Linked DNA regions of Mus musculus: region 1 is linked to region 2. A link is a contact called in public Hi-C data. All regions are on one chromosome and are shown on one strand. Each heading gives the region's core, a stretch centred on a gene start, on an enhancer-like site or on the middle of the called end of the contact. The rest is flanking DNA. Distances are from core to core; before and after follow the strand shown.

Region 1 (2,700 bases), core at 173-2,672, 2.4 Mb after region 2:
GTCTCAGAACTTGGTCTCACTCTTCTCCTGTCCTCTGTGTTATTAGACTGTGAACAAGGTAGTAAGAATATGGGTTTGGGGCATGGGGAGGAAATGTGACTCACCATGTACAATACAAAAATGTCTTAAGCAAATGTCCACCAATATGCCATCAGAGTTTCTATTGTTAGTTATCCTCACTTTATAAGGAAGTATGCCAAGGCTCAAAAGAGTTAAGTGGCTTTTCCAAGAATGTACTGTTAATAAGGACAGAGCTGATATTCTCATCTGATAAGACTCTTGGACCACTTACTGAATCACCAGGGAACCTGGTCTTTTGGAAGCAGTGGGGTGTGACTATGATTTTCTAGAACAATCTTATGTCATGAACTCCTTCCAGATGTCAGCCTGAAACTCCAGCTGATTAAAATCCCTGCCTTGTTTCTTCCCAGAGTCCCCACTGGCACACACTCCACACACTGACACAGAGCCTGGGAGAAGTGGCATGAGGGAAGACATGTTGACATTGGCCCAGATCTAATGAGAGCTCCAACAGCCTGAGCTGTACCTACTAGACAAACCAGACACACGCTAGTCTCTGCCCTAGCTGCCTCCCCTCATGGGCTTGATCACATGAGCATGCTCAAGGGGGCTCTGCCTGAACTGTAATGCAGGAGGAAGGCATCCAACCCTGACTCTCTTCTTATTTTTAATTAGAAATTCCCATTAAAACCACTACAGCAATGAGACACACATCAGGCAGTATACTTCAGGACAATTAGCACACTCTTCAGGTGGCTAAAATGGCCCAGCTCTGGCCTGGGGCTGATATAATTGCACCAAAACATACAGCCCACCAGGAGGCTCACATTTCAAATGGAAAGAAACAATTAGTCATGTGTCTATTGGTCAGCTAAATCTGTAGGACATAATTTAGTATCCATAATTTAAAAGATTGCTAGGGGTGGGAATATATGGAAATCACCTCAGTATGTTCATAAGCAAATCTCTATCCTTCACATGCGACACACGACTAATGCTGGGGTCAGGGGGATAACTGTGTAAGGCAGGCTGGTCGTAACTGTGTGTTGGGAATCACTAGAGGCATGAGTATTCCATTCTTGGAGTGTTCGAAATAATTAGTGGGGCAAGTAGCTTCTGGAACCCCTATGTACCTCCCTGCTACTTTTTGAATTCCCAGGCCACTAATTAAAACCTGCCCGTAAGACAGCTCCTGGCTGAGTCACTATGATGATTCTGAAGAGTAAATAAAATGAGCAAATTGCAAGAGCAGAAGTGCTCTCGGAACACTGGGAGAGCTGTAGAAAAAGCCACCCCCAGGCTCCCAAGCCTCTGTTTGAAGCCACGCTCTTGGATTCCACAAGCACAAGCATTCTGAAGGCTTTTGCTAGTCCCTCTTGTCTCTGCGCTGAACCACTACACCCTTCCACAATCCGGCAGCGCAGCAGTAATTAATATTCAACTGGCATTTCCACTGCGCACTCAAAGCCTGTTCCTTCAGCCTTTTCAAATCCAATTCAGACCAAAGTAATCTTTGCCCTTGCATCTGGGTTCAGGCAGAAGCAATTGTTAAGACTGCAGATTGCCGTTTATTAGCATTTATTGAACAGCAGAGGAGCCCTGTGCAGTAGTGGTTGTCACTAGGTCTCCGATTTTCCAACTAAAATTAACAAGCCAGCAATGCATTTATATCAGGGCAGGAGGGAGACGTTTCAAGAGGAAATGATATTGATGATTTTCATAGGGACCTATTGACGGACTGTGAGACTTTGAAGGGATGATGGGTTAATAGGAGGTAGACACTCTTTGATCATTCCCTTGAAAGTCCCCTGTAGTCTGTCTTATTTGTGGATCTACAGAAAGTGGTAAAGCTAAGAAAGCCTTGATTCAAATTCTGAACTAATCCACTGGGTGACCTTGAACAAATTACTCTATCTCCTTCAAGATTCTGTTCATCCCCCCCAAAAAAAAGAGTTAACAAATCAGTTGGAATGCTAAACTGTATTCCTCAAAACCACTGGGAAGACGCAATCCAAATAGAGGATTGGATTCCCATCTCACATTACCCTAATTGGCTCTTATCCTACAGCTTCATATTCTAGGTCTGACATTATATAGGTATCTTCTCCATTTTACTCTGTGGGTCACAAATGTTAGAAACTGAGAGCTGGTCTCTAAAATCTGTTCTAGTTGTGAAACTGGTGAAGTGCTAAAAACCTGGAAGGCAAAAGAAAGCTACCATGCTTACATTAAATCAGCTACTGGGGTTTATCTTGAGAGGTCTAAGAGATACTAGAGTGAGCCAGAAGCAGGAGATGATCAGGAAATCCCAGCAGAGAGATCATCTAGAGGTGGCGTAGGTGGGTATGGAAATGTATGGAGGGTATGGATGATAAGAAAACAAGACATGCCAGCAATAATCTATGGCAGATTTTCTTGGCCAGATCAAGGTCTCTTGGTCCAGGCTGACAGATCCAGGAGGCTGACAGGCTGGAGGAGAAACACCCAGATGGCTGAATAGAAGTGTCCCCCATATGACTCTGCTACAGAATGAATCCAAGCCAACAAAGGAAATATTGAAGACAGTGACAAAGAGAAAAGTCTGGAAATGAGTTAGTAAATCATTAGAACCTTAGACAGCAAAGAGGAAAGTCAACGTGGAGAAGTTGCAGCTTATGAGGTCAACCTGGCTCCCTGTGA
Region 2 (2,700 bases), core at 61-2,560:
ACGAAACGATTGAAGGAGCCAGAGGGATCAAGGACACCACAAGAAAACCTACAGAATCAACTAACCTGAGCCCATAGGGGCCCAGAAACTGAACTGTCCACCAGAGAACATGCATGGGACTGACTTAGGCCCTCTACCATGTGTAACAGCTGTACAGTGGGGTCTTCATGTGGGATTCCTAACAACAGGAGCTGGAGCTGTCTCTGACTCTGTTGTCTGTTCACTTTCATTTCCTTTTACAATTCCAGATGGAATATTTTACCCCCATTAAAAGAAATCACTGACATATTTACAAGGTCTTGACTCTATTCCCTTTTGACATCTGTTCCTTTGCCACAGTGTAATTTTCTCCAGTAGCTCCCAAGCAGTCTTGTCTGTATGGGCTGATGTGGAGTGTGTTCAGATCTATCAGTCTCGCCTCTAGGACAAGTATTCTTCTGGCTGCTATGGATACCTACTTGGCAGCCTTCCTCGTTAATTCACATTTGCCTACCCGGGTATATGATCCTATATCACAGGCTGAGGGAAGCCAATGAATGCTTTTGGAGTATAGAATTGTCACTGGATTCGCCATCCCCACTTAAGATCTGAAGATGCAGAAGGGAGTGGCAAAGCTCCTGGTAAAGATGTCCTTATGGATCTGCCTTTTGTCAGTTCCTCAACTCTCGTTTCACACTCTTGTTCGACTGATATTCTCAGAGCACATGTGCTTCAGGAGTTAAATGTCAGAGATACAGTACAGAGCTAAACCCAGTTTCTACTTCCAAATAGCTTATAGTCTGTCATGAAAAAAGACAAGTGCATTATAGCGTGATAAACACTTGGAGCTTTGGCCGTGTGGATTTGTGTGATAAACTTCTCCTGGATTATGACACTGAGATTTTATGGATTGTTACTGTGGCATAGAGCATCTTATCAGAACTGACAGATACCTGGATAGAGACATATTACACTGCTCCAAGTCAGCCCTCAAGCCGTTTCCAAGAAGCACAAGATATCGGAGGCCAGTTGTACTCTGCACACAATTGCTGTAGACCCTGATCTTTCCTTTCTGATGCCTTACCAGGATGGCAGCTCAGGTGCACATTGGTGCAGCTTGTATCCCACTTCCTGGACTCTGTGATTTGGCTGGATTCATCAGATGAGAATTGCTCTGTTTGACGCTCCCTTTGCTTGCTCTTTGTGTTTTGAGATAGGGTCTGGCTTGCGAAGTAATTCTGACTAATCTGGAACTTGCTATATAGACTAGGCTGAGCTTACTTGCAGTGAAGCCTCTGTCCCTGTCTCTCTAGTGCTGGAGTATCAGGAGTGCCATCTGCCCAGCCCCATACTATCTATTCTTACAAGACAAGGAGAAAGCTCTGTTTCTTCCTTCAAGTTCTTGCTAGATGAAAATACATTTGAAAATGCAGTTTTCTTGTTTATCATCTTTCCAGAATCCTGGAACTGTTCGTGGGTTACTCATCATAAGTAGAAGTTTCTGGCAAAGAAGCTACCCCTACAACTGTGCATCTACAAGGTTTGAGAGAAGGAATTATGAGGACCGGAGAGATTTTACTAGAGCAGATTCTTAAAACACAGACCATGCAGTCTGTCTTTTACCAACATCTGCCAGATGGGGGCAGTAGAAGAACATAGCTTGCTTAATTGGAGCCCCACCAACTCAAGTGTGGTACTGTTTTTATTAGGAACAACACCAAGTGTTTTGTGAAATGATTTTTGCATGCATTTCTAGGGATGGGGAATTCTAGAATCTTCTGGAAAGATATAATAGCTTTAAAATGAGTTTTATTACTACTTCTGGAGATTAAAGCAGAATTTCTTTTTTTTTTCTTTTTTTTTTTTTTTTGGCCTTGAAAGTTAAGATAAAAAGATAGTTTGGAGGAAGCTGGGCAACAGAAGTTTAACTCCATAGTGGTCTTTGTCCAACTTCTGCTCTGTCAGTGGTTTGTGCAGAGTTGAAAACTACTATTTTCAGATTTTGGCGTTGTCATCTGGGCCTCCTGACAAGAGGCAGCTCACACTCAGCAATCCTCCAAATAGGATTCTTGAGTCAGCACGGGTTTTGCGTGTTCAAGGGCACTGGTGGCTTGTTTCTTCAGGTTAGCAATCTGGTGAAACACCATCCGGCTCAGCATCCCTCCTAGAGCTGGGGCAGGTCATCCCGTCTCCCCAGACTTCAGCTAGAACTGGAGAAGATAATCCTCAGGTCTTTCCAGGTCTGGGCAGCTCTGCTTCTACAGACTAGAGGTCATTCTCAGCAACTATGGCTAGCCTACTACCACACATGACATTCCCGACACCTCGAGGTGTACGCGAGGGTTTGCACTGTGTATTTCACATCCCTTCCGCTCTGTGATCTATTAGTGGTTAGATGGCAGCCATTTCAGCCTTGTTCCTGGTGAGAAAGCCACTCATTAGTTCATTGGCAGCTCGGGTGGGCCTTCCCGTTGCTTTTGTGAAATGGAATACTGTCACCTGGCTGGACTTAGCAACTGAGGTCATTTCATACTACTCTAGAATTCATTTTCTTGCTTTTCTTTCTTTTTCATTTTTGAGATGGGGTCTTAGTAAGGAACCTTGGCTGACCTGGATCTTGCTACATAGACTAGGATGTCCTGGAGTTGGCAGAATTCCTTTTGCCCCTGCTTTTGAAGTTTACTGACTTAGCAGGCAGAAAAGACTTGATTTCTTGTTCTA

Evidence for each region. Hi-C and Micro-C count contacts between places; a contact is called where the count stands out from the background.
Region 1: a contact with region 2 is called in a Hi-C map of cortical neurons, with 3 times the contacts expected there. The contact joins two enhancer-like sites. A contact is called at or near these places in 5 of 39 promoter capture datasets (cranial neural crest, frontonasal cranial neural crest, hippocampal neurons and 2 more), 4 of 484 Hi-C or Micro-C datasets (cerebellum, cerebral cortex, cortical neurons and 1 more) and 1 of 115 datasets of contacts at active chromatin or transcription factors (astrocytes).

Annotation. Positions count from the first base shown.
Region 1 is chr11:43,269,024-43,271,723 of GRCm38.p6, forward strand. No RefSeq gene overlaps it. Among named protein-coding and RNA genes, the nearest start is that of Gm12146, 46 kb to the left of the region's middle. Within about 2 kb of position 1,423, at least 34 of the 459 cell types and tissues checked have an H3K27ac peak or open chromatin away from gene starts, as enhancers often do. A contact at or near this core is called in cortical neurons, where this site is marked.
Region 2 is chr11:40,864,276-40,866,975 of GRCm38.p6, forward strand. No RefSeq gene overlaps it. Among named protein-coding and RNA genes, the nearest start is that of Ccng1, 110 kb to the left of the region's middle. Within about 2 kb of position 1,311, at least 10 of the 459 cell types and tissues checked have an H3K27ac peak or open chromatin away from gene starts, as enhancers often do. A contact at or near this core is called in cortical neurons, where this site is marked.